Regions from separate parts of the Oryctolagus cuniculus genome. Here region 2 is linked to region 1. Evidence: chromatin contacts called from public Micro-C data. All regions are on one chromosome and are shown on one strand. Each heading gives the region's core, a stretch centred on a gene start, on an enhancer-like site or on the middle of the called end of the contact. The rest is flanking DNA. Distances are from core to core; before and after follow the strand shown.

The links. A called contact is a pair of places that touch in the nucleus more often than the background predicts.
Region 2: a Micro-C map of ear pinna shows a contact between it and region 1, with 4 times the contacts expected there. The contact joins the promoter of FZD7 here to the enhancer-like site in region 1. A contact is called at or near these places in 3 of 6 Hi-C or Micro-C datasets (ear pinna, psoas muscle and skin fibroblasts).

The regions. Positions count from the first base shown.
Region 1 is chr3:37,815,833-37,822,361 of mOryCun1.1, forward strand. KIAA2012 (KIAA2012 ortholog) reads right to left here. Exons shown (of 19, transcript XM_070069872.1): 9 at 5,247-5,323. Among named protein-coding and RNA genes, the nearest start is that of KIAA2012, 40 kb to the right of the region's middle. Within about 2 kb of position 3,404, at least 3 of the 8 cell types and tissues checked have an H3K27ac peak or open chromatin away from gene starts, as enhancers often do. A contact at or near this core is called in ear pinna, where this site is marked.
Region 2 is chr3:37,924,278-37,930,806 of mOryCun1.1, forward strand. It overlaps FZD7 (frizzled class receptor 7), which reads right to left and starts at 3,358. Exons shown (of 1, transcript XM_051848296.2): 1 at 1-3,358. The coding sequence starts at 2,554. The coding sequence ends at 830.

The DNA of each region.
Region 1 (6,529 bases), core at 2,154-4,653:
ACCCTGGGAAATTTAATTAAGAGTTGAGTTGGCTTTTTGATGCTTTTTACTGACAGCTCCACAGACCACTGGGCTCCAGGCTACCCTGGTCCGAAGCTTACACAGATGGATCTGGAGGCACCAGAGAACTTCATAGGTGGGCAGTCAAACTTTGTAGAAAAAGAGGCATAAAATGTTAAAAAAAAAAAAAAAAAGTTGAGAGCCTTACCAGGTGAATTCTGATGGCCTGATTCGACAGCCTAGCAAAAACCCAATCAATGAAAACAGTAGTCAGCTTAACAAAACCATGGTGCTAGGGTTTGAGCTCTGTTGAGCTTGCATATTGTATGCTTGCTGCAGACCCACACACTGTGATTTCTAGATCTTTTTAAGCCAGACTTCAATTAAACCCCGCTCTTTGCAGGATCCAGCCTTCCTTCTTACAGGGAGCATTTAGAAAAAAGGCAACCCAATGGGGGAAAAATAAAATTCAACCCAACGCGTCCCTAATTTCTCATAAAGATGATTGCACTTTTTGTTTTCTTACAGTTTTTTTTTTTTTACATAGTTGGAGTCATAATTGACTTATTTTGCTTTCCACTTTTAAAATGTTAAATCTGTGGCTCTCAACAAGGGGTGATGCTGCTCCTCTGGGGACATTTAACACGGTCTAGAAGCATTTTTGATGATTACAACTGGGGTGGCACCGAGTTGGGGACAACCAGGGACACTGCTCTACTTCCCACAATGCACTGGAAAGCTCCTCCAAAGCAAAAGAACACCTGGGCCCAAATGTCAGAGGTGTGGAGATTAAGAAACGCTGTGTTCGATCGTTAGTTTAAAATGAGTTTCTACTGTAAAACTTGTTCTCAAGCAGTTTTTTTGGTGTGTGTGCGCAAATTGCTGAAATCTTCACTTAGTATAGAGTTGGTCTTCTGTGCATAAAGTTAATGGAAAATGAATTTTAATGGAGAATGGGACAGGGAATGGGAGAGGGAGGAGGAGGTGGGGTGAGAGTGGGGGTGGGGGGTATGGTGGGAAGAATCACTGTACTCCTAAAGTTGTACTTATGAAATTTGTACTCATTAAATAAAAGGTTTCTTTGGGAAAAAATAAAAGTAAAAAAAAAAATAAAATGAGTTTCTAGTAGGGTCGGCGCTGTGGTGTAGTGGGTGGAGTGGCCTGCAGCGCTTGGCATCCCATATGGGCGCCGGTTCTAGTCCCGGCTGCTCTATTTCTGATCCAGCTCTCTGCTGTGGCCTGGGAAAGCAGTGGAAGATGGCCCAAGTCCTTGAGCCCCTGCAACCTGTGTGGGAGACCTGGAGGAAGCTCCAGGCTTCTGGCTTCAGCCCAGCTCTGGCTGTTGCGGCCATCTGGGGAGTGAGCCAGCTTGGCAATGGAGGCCTGACCTCTCTCTCTCTGCCTCTCTGTAACTCTGCTTTTCAAATAAATACATCTTTAAATAAAAAATGAGTTTCTAGTTTGAACACTCACCCTTTTTAAGGGTTGAATCAAACCCCCTCGTTGAGAGGGCTCTGTTGGCACTGAGGTCATCGTTTCCCTGAGCTCAGACTCCTAGGCTGTTTCTAATTTCCGCTGCTATAGATAATGCTGCAATGGACATCCTCACTCACTTTCCTCTGCTCCATTATTTCCTTAGGGTAAGTTCCCAGAAGTCAGAAATGTGGAATCAATGTGTGTGGGTACATCTTCGCATTTCAATACAACTCACGAGTCATATCAGCATTTTGCTCAACAAATGTGGTGCAGTGGGTTAAAGCCCCAGCCTGCAGCGCTGGCATCACATATGGACCCCGGTTCGAGTCCTGGTTGCTCCATCCAGCTCCCTACTTATGTGCCTGGGAAAGCAGAGGAAAGCAGCGGGAGATGGCTCAAGTCCTTGGGCTCCTGCACCCACGTCAGAGACCCAGAAAAAGCTCCTGGCTTTGGATTGACCCAGCTCCAGCCATGGCAGCCATTTGGGGAGGGAACCAGTAGATGGAAGACCCTCTGTCTCTACATCTCTCTGTAAGTCTCTTTCACATAAAGAAAACAAATCTTAGAAAAAAAAAAAAAAGAAAAACAAATGGGTTGCACCAAATTACCATCTGCCAGAAGTGAAAGTGTCCTAGTTTTACCCAAACCTTGGCAGCACTGGGTGTTACCATTAAAAACCATGGGAGGAGGCATGAATCTCAAGTATAAAAATAGTATCTCTAGTTTGTCTCAATAGGCATTTAAATTGCTACGCAGGATGAGCCATTTTGCCATATTTGTTTTCCCATATTATTTTTTGATTTGAATTGCTCATGTCGTTTGCTTATTTTTCTAACTGGTTCTCCATGTTTGCATTTTAAAATGGAATGCAACCTTTACTGCACACACGTAGTAATGTTGAAGGCAGTGCAGTCACTTTTTGTTTTGGTTTTCTTTCTCCCGGCATGGCAGCGCTGTCTAATGCTTCCTTCTGGAATTTTCGTTTACCCCTTCAGTACTCTCGCTGCCGGGCACGGTCACTTTCTCTCCCCTGCGGCCTCCACACACGGAGAGGGAAAGCTTGTGGAGCCATTCCTGTCGGTGACCCAAGTGGGAGCAAGACTCCGCTCTGAAGCCATCCCTTAATCAAACGAAGGGCCAGAGGAGGAGCCGCAAGGCTGAAAGGGAAACGGATCCGCACAACACCGAATGCTGCGAGGAGTCTGAAAGACCTGCATTCAAGAAAGGGCACGGTACCTCCAGGACTCGCGAGCAGCCGGGGCTCCACGTGCAGCTATTAATATGCAAAAAATGCCTTCATAAATACTTGATTCTGGTCACAGTGGGGAGGCAGCGCATTTGAAAGAGGAAATGGGAGCTTGGAGTTGAAACATGTCTGCTTGGCTCCTTTGGCTTTTTTCATTGCTCTTTTCATCTCCACATTTCCCTTGTAGCTTTCTTCCCCCGCCTCCCCTCCCCACCCCTCGCCCCTCCGACTGCAGCCCCTCTTCCAAACTCCGGGGAAGTTGCTGATTCAGTTGTTGCTCGCACTTCGCTCGACGGATTTCCCTTGGCCGCGGCCCGGATCCCCGGCCCAGGCGTGGAGGGGCTGCCAGGGGAGCTCCGGCCGGCAGCTCGCCACCCGCGCGCTAGGGATCCGAGCGCCAGCTCCACGCTCGCCCACGGCCGCCGCGGGGAGACCGAGCCGCAGTTTCCGATCCCGCCAGCAGGAGGCACCCGGAGGCGGCCTGCAGAGCTGGGCAACTGCGCGGCCCCAGCTTTGTAGGCTCAACCCCCTGCCAGGGATCCTTTTCCAGTTCCAGCCCTGTGACTTCTGAAAGGGTGCTGATACCAAAATACTCCACCTTTGGGATTTCCGCCCCCCAGCGGGCACTGTGATTAAAAATAAAACGAAGGCTTTTTTTTGCCCCCTGTGGCTGAGCTCAGGGAGACTGGGGCGGAGGAGTGGGGAGGGTCCACGGTGGGCGGTATCTTCGCCCGCAGCAGACTGGGGCGGCCCCGGGGGGCAGCGACCTGCCGCCTTCGCCAGTGGCCCATCAAGGTAGGGAACTGAATGAAGTCTGCTGGGCAGAAATTTGTTTCTAAATCCTTTCCAGATGCTCTGTAGTAAACATGAAATTAGTCATTTACGTGGAGTAGGTTGAGGAAGTAGTTAAGATGGAGGCCAGTGATTAATCTAATAAAGGGCCATTAGCCTGCAGAAGCCAACGGCGTGAGGGAGGCCAGGAAGACGCCGGTCGCTGCCCGCCCAGCCCGCTGTCTCTGGGTTGGGGGCCGGCGGTGGCCTCTCTTTGCCCGTCCAGGGCTTTTCTGTCTGGCTTCTTTCTGAAGGAATTCGGACTGCCCAGCTGGTTCCGGTGGGCACAGGCCCTCCACGGCAGGTGGGCTTGCCACAGCCTCGCAGGGAAAAGCCGTGTTTAGGGTCTGGGGACCCTAGGCTTCGCGGACCTCATCTGGCATGGCTTAGCCTCTCTTTCACCCAGCTGTTGCCAGGTCCCCCAGAGCTGTGTGTACCTGGGGTGTGGGAGGCATGGGCAAGGCCAGTGTCCTCGGCAGCCAGCGGGGAGGGGAGCTCAGGTGTGGAGCACCTCACAGGGGGCCTGAGCCGTCCCCGGGGGGAGAGGGGGCCCACAGAACCCAGCTCAGGCACACAGATGAAAACAAACTCAGGAGAAAGCCCGGCTGTGCCAGGAAATCGGAGAGGAGGATGATGGGGAGATGATGGCGCCAGAGGCTAGCACGCAGCAAGGAGAGAGACCCCAGAGCCCCCTGGAGCTGCGTGTGCCGCTTGTGCCTCAGGTTTTCTGAGACCCTGGTTTCGGCTCCAGGAAGTCCCGAGTGGGCTTTCTAAAGAGAATCTGAAGACAGGCTCAGCCTCAAAGCTTCCAATGAAGTAACAAACTTATAAATATTTGTGAACACAAGTCTTTGAACCACTAACCCACCCAGATGAAGCGTTTTCCTCCCTTCTTCAGGATTATCCTTGGATTTCTTTTCCTGATTGCTAATTTTCTCTCCCCTTTGGGAACGGAAGCCGGGGCTCCCTGAGTTTCTGTGTCACCGTATCTTTTTCTGACCTGATCTCTGACTTCTGCAAAAGTCCGGGAAAGTCGGACGATACAGTAGCCCTCTCTTACCTGCGTCTTGCTTTCTGTGGTTTCAGTTACCCAAGGAAGATTCTGGAACTAAAGCACATGTTTGAAACTGTGTGCCATTTTGAGTGGCCTGATAAAATCTCACGCTGCCCGGTATGGCCCCACTCAGCATGCGAATCATCCCTCTGTCCGGCGGGTCTGCGCTGTATACTCCACCTGCCCGTTAGTCTTTCAGTGGCCACCTCCATTGTCGGGTGCCCTGTCAAGGTATCGCACTGCTTGTGTTCCAGTAATCCTTATGCTACTTCACAGTGGCCCCAGAGTGCACGCGGAGTGACGCTGGCAATTTGTTCATGCCAAAGAGAAGACTTAACGTGCTTTCTTTAAGTGAAAAGCACACATGTCTAAGGGAAGAGAGTCTGTATAGCGCTGGGTGCTATCCATGGCTTTAGGCATTCCCTGAGGGCCTTGCGACGCATCCTGCATGGGTAAGGGAACTACGGTAAGGTAGGAGTTGGGTTCCGACATCCCAGGTCTAACAGCAAAGGGGCCACTGTGATGTCTTCTGCTTGCCTCACTTCACTGTTAGGCTCACGAGGCCCAGGGAAGCCTGAGCAAGGGTCTCACCTAGGATCACACAGCAAGCTTCACGCTCGTTCACAACCAGCACTGTACCTGCTCCTCTGTCGTCTGGGTCAAAGGTGAGGTTTCAAAAAGATCCACGTGAAGACTAGTTCTGGATTCAATGTTTGCTGTGGTGAAAAATGAGAGAGAAGAAGGATCAAGGTTGTCAGATCTAGGTCTCATGAATGTTTATCTATATCATACACATACACGGCTAGTATATATGCACATAAGGTTATAAGCATGTCCACACTGGTGGCACTCATGTGGACTCCCCGAGAGAGCCATCTCCAGGTGTAGTCTAAGGAGCGTGTTAAATAGGCTACCCCGATCTTATGCTCAGGTTATAGCTTTCTTGTTTTGGTTGCTCTTGAAAAGAAACAGTAAATTCTTTGTGCTATTAAAATTCATATACAGCTGAAATTAAAAAGGAAATATTGATGGAGGAAAACCTGCTGATGCTGGTGAATATGAATTTTGTATGTTCGCTCTCCACTGAAGTAGGAAAATGCTTCTGCCACCTTCCAGATAGAGAGATCACAGACTCGCCTTTCCCCTTGTAATGTGGAGGGGCAGCAGGAGAGGCAGAAACATGACACAGAGGCCCAGGCCAAGGTGGGGCCTTGGGAGGGGAAGGGATTCACAGGGGCCGGGCACCTGCGCCATGTGGACCGGACATGATGTAGGCGTGTGCTCCCCACGGCACCGGGCTGCGGTCGGTGTCATCACTATTTCCCGCGGGCGTGGAAGCTGAGGCCGATAAGGTTGAACAACTCACCGACGCTGTACAACCAGGGAGGTTTTGAGTCCATGATGTGTAAAAGGATGGGATTTATTTCATCTTTCTCCCGCCTCCCCAAGAAATTAATGTTTATAAAGGAAAGTTGATTTGAGGACTAGATTTAGCGAAGCTCATGGCTCTACTGACAAGGATTTTGGTCCCTTCTATGGGACCAGCGTCCAACAAGCTGTTCTGCTCCTAGACGGTACTTGTAAGTAGCTCTAGTGAGAGCCTGTGACCGTCTGGGGCTCCGCATCTGGGTCTCTTTGACCTGAAGCCTCCACTCCTTCCTCTTGGGCTGACCTTCCCTTCCCTGGTGTTTCTCAGCTGTCTTCTTTGAAAACGCCTTCTGCCTCGCTGTAATGTATTTCTTCTTTAACTCAGCTTGGGGGAAACCGAGGCCCGGTTTCACGCCCTTGGCTCAATGCAAGCCCAGGACCCAGAACCCAGACATCCTGCCTGAGTCTCATCCTCTCTCCTCCGCACCGCATTCCCTCCTGTTGGCTTCACTTGAACTTGCCACATCACAGCTGCTTGGCCACGGTCCCTCTTC
Region 2 (6,529 bases), core at 2,108-4,607, 110 kb after region 1:
AGACAAGGGGGAAAAATGCATTCCTGTTTTGAAAAGCAACAAGTCATCACTTCTTTTCAGGGTACTAAACTAAATAAAACGCCCTCCTTTCGGCTGCAGGCCCTGCCCCCGCCCCCGGCCTCATCCTGAAACCTTCTCGGCACTTCTTTAGCTCCCTAGCTTTCGGGCTCTTAGCAGGCAGGGCTCCCAGCACTTCCAAATGCCTATTTTACAAGTCCCGAAAGGGGCTGAGGAGGAAAACCAGGCGGGAGGGGGCAGGGGAGGCCAGCGTGTAGCGTCTGACCCTGGAAATTAACCCATCTGGGCTCCAGTTTGGCCCCAGTGAAAAGAGATTATGGTTTGACCACCGCTTGACAAGAACACTGCAGGAGGCCCCCCTCTTCCCAACAAAGCGGCCGCTCCCGCGGGGCCGCTCGGCAGTGAGGACCGGCCACTTGCCTTGCAGCAGGGGATGGCTCTCGGCCCGCCCGGCCTGCAGCCAGCAAGAACTCAGAGCAGTCTCTCCCGGTCTTGGTCTTCTCCAGGGGCCCACGCCGGCCCGTACCGTTCACCACCACCACCACCATCATCATCAGCCTGAAAGTCTTTGCCAGAAGTCTGTTGATCCAAACCACTTTCCACTAAGGCCTCCTTTCCAACCCCCACCTCCGCGGCCCCCACCCCAATTCTGCAAACAACTCGCTCCCCGGTCGTTTCCCGGTGGAGGGAAAGGTGGTGACCAAAACAAGCCCCCCTACCCACCCGACAGTTCTCTCCCGGCGGCGCCTCCCCCCCCCACCACCACTCACAGCGGGTGGGCGCGGGCAGGGTGTGGGGGAGGGGCCGGGGCTCATACCGCAGTCTCCCCCTTGCTGCTGTGGCTGAGTCTGTGGTAGAAGCGGCGCCACGACTGCAGGGTCTTGCCCGACCAGATCCAGAAGCCCGTGGTGATGCCCACGATCATGGTCATCAGGTACTTGATCATGAAGACCGTGAAGTCGGGGCTCATGGGCGGGAAGTGGCCGGGCGGGCAGGGCACGGCATAGCTCTTGCACGTCTGCAGGAGCCAGGTGCGCTCCCAGTGCTCGCGGAAGGCCTGCTCGTAGAAGTAGCAGGCCAGCACGATGGTGGCGGGCACGGTGTAGAGCACCGAGAACACGCCGATGCGCACCATCAGCTTCTCCAGCTTCTCCGTCTTGGTGCCGTCGTGCTTCATGATGGTGCGGATGCGGAAGAGCGACACGAAGCCGGCCAGCAGGAAGGAGGTGCCGATGAAGAGGTAGACGAAGAGCGGCGCCAGCACGAAGCCCCGCAGCGCGTCCACGCTCGAGAGGCCCACGTAGCACACGCCGCTGAGCAGGTCCCCGTCCACCTGGCCCATGGCCAGGATGGTGATGGTCTTGACGGCCGGCACGGCCCACGCGGCCAGGTGGAAGTACTGCGAGTTGGCCTCGATGGCCTCGTGGCCCCACTTCATGCCGGCCGCCAGGAACCAGGTGAGCGACAGGATGACCCACCAGATGGAGCTGGCCATGCCGAAGAAGTAGAGCACCATGAAGAGGATGGTGCAGCCCTCCTTCTTGGTGCCCTGCGCCACCGTGCGGTAGCCGTCGTCCGAGAAGCGCTCCACGCACACGGCGCGGTCCTCCAGCAGGAAGCCCGCCACGTGCGCCACGGCCACCATGAAGTAGCAGCCCGACAGGAAGATGATGGGCCGCTCTGGGTAGCTGAAGCGCCGCATGTCCACCAGGTAGGTGAGCACGGTGAAGAGGGTCGAGGCGCAGCACAGCACGGACCACACGCCCACCCAGAGGCGGGCGAAGCGCCTCTCCTCCTCCTTGAAGTACATGAGGCCGTTGGCACGGCCCGGCTCGCAAGGGGCGCCACAGTCGCGCTCGCCCAGGAAGCGGTAGCCCAGGTAGGGGGGCACCTTGAGCTGGCGCGGGCACGAGAAGGGGAAGGCGGCGCGGCCCCTGCCGTCCGCAGCCCCCGGGGGCAGCGCGGTGAAGGGCGGGTCCGGCAGGTAGGGCGCCGTGGGGTAGGCGGTGGGGCCGCCGCCGGGGCCTCCGGAGCCGTCGGACGTGTTCTGGCCCACGCAGATCTCGCCGGCGCCGTGCACCGGGAAGTTCTCGCAGCGCAGCCGCTCGGGCCACTGGAAGCCGAACTTGTTCATGAGTGCCTCGCAGCCCTGGCGCGCGCGCTCGCACAGAGAGCGGCAGGGCGGGATGGCCTGATCGAGCACGGTGCACACGGGCGCGTACATGGAGCACAGGAAGAAGCGCAGCTCGGGCGAGCACTGCACCTTCACCAGCGGGTAGAACTGGTGCACCTCGAGGCCCGCGTCCTCCTGGTTCGTGTGGCCCAGCAGGTTGGGCAGGATGGTCTGGTTGTAGGCGATGTCCGTGCACAGCGGGATGGAGATGGGCTGGCAGAAGCCGTGGTCCGGCACCGAGATGCCCTTCTCGCCGTGGTAGGGCTGCGCCCCGGCGCCCGCGGGCAGCGCGCCCAGCAGCGCCAGCACCAGGGCGCACAGGCCCAGGGGCGAACGCGACGCGGCCGCGCCGGGGCCCCGCATCGCCGGCCGCGAGTGCAGCGACGCTCTCAGCCCAGGGAGTGCGATGAGGCGGCTGGGAGAGGCTTGGATGCCGGGAGGCGCCGCCGCGCCCGGCGCATGAGAGTCCTCCCGGCGCCGGGGCCGGGCCGTGGGCGGCGCGGAGCCGAGGGAGCTGCCGCTGGGGTGCCCGCGCCGCGGGGGCGCCGCAGCCGCCTCCGCCCGGCGCTCGCGCGGCCGCCGGGGGCCCAAACGCGTCAGTCTGGGCCGGGGGCGCGGAGGGGGACGGCCTGGCCCTCTCTGCGGGGACGTAACGGTGCGCCTTTCTCTGCGGCGAGGAGCAACAAGCGTCTCCGGCTCCCCTTCAAAGTTTGCCGAAGTCTCTCGAACCCTCCCCCCAACCCAACCCAGCGCACACGGACGCGCACGCCCCCCACTCCAAGTCCGGCCCCCGCCAGGTCAGAGCCGGCGCCGCCGCCGCCGCCTGCTCGCCGGGGCCGCCGCCTCGGAGGTGCTGCTCCGCCTCCTCGCCTCGAGGCTCGGCTCGCCACCGCCTCCTTCGCCTCCTCCTCCACGCCCCGCGCCTTCTTCGGCCCCAAGTTTCAGCCCCAAACGGCTGGCTCTCGCTGAGTCCCACCGGCGCCTCAGAGCCTGGAGCCCGGCGACTTCTGCTGCAAGCACAGTCACTCGGCGTCTGAAGCGGCGAGGCCCCTGTGCCCGCGGCCTGGCCCCGGCCTCTCCGGCCTCGCGCAGCCCCGGCCCCCGAGTCCCGGCGCCCGCCGCCGCCAGCCGCCGGGAGGGAGCGCCGAGTAACGCCTGGGAGCCGCGCCGGTGGCCAGAAGAAGCGTCGGGCTCGCAGCGCTCCGGCCGACCCGCCCCCTCCCCTCCCCCCATTCACAAACCACTCAGGGGGCGGTGCCCGCGCCCCGGCGCGGCCCAATGGTGGCCTTTGTTTTCTCTGGGGCCGCCTCTGGATTGGGTGGAAGTCGGAAGGGGCGGGCAAGGGAACGGGGGTGGGGGGAGGCGGTGACTGCTGCGCTCTGGGCGGATTCCTGAGGGGAGGGGCGGGGGACTGGGAGGGAAAAGTTGGGAAAAACTTTTACCCTGCATTGGCTCAGGGGAGAAAAACGCACCAGAAAGGGAATTTACTTGAAAGATTTGTTCCTCTTCCGGGTGCACTAAACACACATTCCTGAGCAGAAGGGCTCATTCGCCTCAGAGTCGAGAATAGCGCCGCGCCACGGCCGGGGAGCGGGGGCCCGGAGCCGCTTCAGTCGCTTCCCGGCTGGAAACGCTGAGCTTTGGCGGGGGCTTTGGGTGGCGGGATCCTAAGCGTGCGGATCCGGACGGGGTGGGAAGGGGGCGCGCCTTGCGGATTGCTTTTCTCCCTCCGGAGCCGGGCAGACCGCGTAAGGCTGCGGTCCCCTCGCACCCCCTCCCCCGGTTGTAAAAAGGAGGAGGGGTGGCCTCGGAGGAGAAATCGGCGGCAGCCGTGGGGGCCGAGAGCGAAGGCGGGAGGAAGTGCAGACCCTCGAGGAGCGGGTCCGGCGCGGGACTCCAGGCGCGGGGCCCCGGGCCGTCCCGCCCGCGCTCCTCCCGGCCCGGGAGTCCGCCGCCCGCTGAGGTGGCCGCGGCGAGGCCGTAGGAAACGGGGCCGGCCCGAGTGCCCGGCACACTCCGTACGACTCGCAGAGCCTCTGCCGGGGCCCTGTGCCCCTTACTTCTGTGGGCCTGTGGCCTGGGGGTGGGACCCGTCTCCGTTGCGGGAGCATGATCTGATCCTCCATTTGGAATCTGCCCAGGAAAGTTGCCATGCGTGTCAGAAACCAGGGCCGCTGCTCCTGAACGCGTTCTCCAGACCCGGAGAGGGGCTCCCCTTGTTCTCGGGAGCGCCTCCGGACTGGCGAGCGTTCTTTTGTTCTCGGTAAACCTTCCTCCTGCCTCAGGCGCGGGGCGCTCGCGGGGTCGCAAGTGGCCAGAGGGCCTCCCGGTTCTCTCGGGGCGGCCGAGTATAGCGGGGATTCCAGGCGGGAAAGTGACTTCAGTGACATGTTTAGGAAGAAAAAAAAAATCAAAATACTGCCGCCCCCCCGCCCCCCTCCCCCCCCCCCAGTCGCCGCCGAGCCTCTGTTTCATCCTCTGCTTTTCAAATCGTTATCCGGGCCGGCCCCTCGGCCCGCGCTCCCAGCGGGTTCCGATCGAGCTGAACGCCGCCGGCCGAGGGTGCTGCCCCCAGTGCGCTTCTTCTCCTGCAAGGAGAAAAACTGATCCTGAAATCGCTACCGAGTTCGTGGGGTTGCCCTCCATGGGGACATCGGCGCCCTTCGTTTTGCCACTGAGGTTCGCTGGACACCCTGCCTTCCACTTGACGGCTCTGCGTCGCTTGCGGCTGCTGTCGGTGGGTCCAGACCCGAAGCCCTCGGAGGTAGCTAGTGTGTCCTCCCTGCGGCCCCTACGGCACCCCTTCCCTCTCAGACTGGTTTTGATCCCTCCCCCCACTTTGGTGATATGAAGAGCAATAGAACAGTATTCCTCCCTTGTATTTTTTTCAAGGGCTCTCCTTTTCCTTTCTAAACTATTTCCTTGTGCCCTAACATCCAGGAGTGTTGCGGTTTCGGAGAGGACGCAGTTTAAAGACAATGGGGCGGCTCTGCTTTGTCATTTAAAGTGTGTGTGGTGGGAGCTTCGATTCCTTTTTTTCTGTCTGTGAGCTCCAGGATAGCCTCCTTTCCTGAATCAGATTTTCATGCTTATTCATCAGGCCGCTGATCTAAGTCATCTTTGCTTATCGAGAGAGAAATACCAAGCTCTGCCATCACATAAAATGAAAACTGACAAGATAAAATACCATCTCCAGTGCAGCTAAAACCAGTGTAGCTGGTGAACTGCGACTCCTCCTGTTATCGCCCCAGATACCTCCGGTGTTGGGGAGGAGGGGTACTACTTTAGAAAGAAAAAAGAAAACCCTTAAAAATAACAGCCTATGCATGAGATGCAGAAAACCCATCCCAGATGGAAAACCTCACAGATGTGTTTTCTCTTGCTCTGTCCCAAGCAGACAAGTGCAAAAAACACAGACGCAAAGGCAAACATTTTTGAGATTGCTTTGTTTTGAAAGACTATTTAAAAAAAAAAATCAATGTAAGATTGTTCCCCCAGATCAGAATTTGCTGTTTATGAGGGGTGTTGTAGCTTTCCATAGTTTGTCTGATGCAAAATGCTGTGATTTTAGAACACAGACAGTGGGTTCACAGTGGAGGAGGCTAAATGATCTATTTTAGACTCTCCAACAAATGCAGTAACATTAGTTTACATTCTGTCCAGGATCCATTTTCTTGTCCCGGCAACACCTTCCACACCCAACTCCCAAAGCTGCTCATTGGTGTCTTCTTTGGAAACTGCTGCAAAACTTCCAGTCCTCCCTGCCCTTTCAAATAACAAAGGCCTTTATTTCTTCAAATCTCTTCGTATGAACCCATAGGAAAGTGCTGGTATTCATTGGCTCCGGTTTTTCAAATGCTACTTATTTTGGCCAAGTCCCAGGTTTATCTAGTTGAGATACATTCTGATGGCAGGTTGGATTTGAAAATGGCCACTTTCCTGCTGCCACAATCCTGCCATGACAATGAAACTCTACCTGGAAGGATGACTCATGGAAGACCAGAAAGGACAGCTTTTAGCAGGCGCTTCCCTTCCCAGCCTCTCTTACCAAACCCTTGACCCTGAGGACTTGGAATTTCCAGTTGGCCAGGTTGCCATTGACTGGTGCTCGCAGTTGTTTGGGGGTGTTGACCATTCCTCCAAATGGGCACGTTCTCATCCCTAAAACACCTTGCCGTGTTATGACAGTCAGAGGCGTCCAGACTGAAGACAGGGAGAGCTCTGCTATCATCGTGTGAGGTGTATAGGCCTCATCCTATGGAGATGATTTATGTGGCAGATTCCAGTGACTGAATCTGTCAACGTTTCCCTTCTGATTGAGAGTTTGCTAAGGATCCA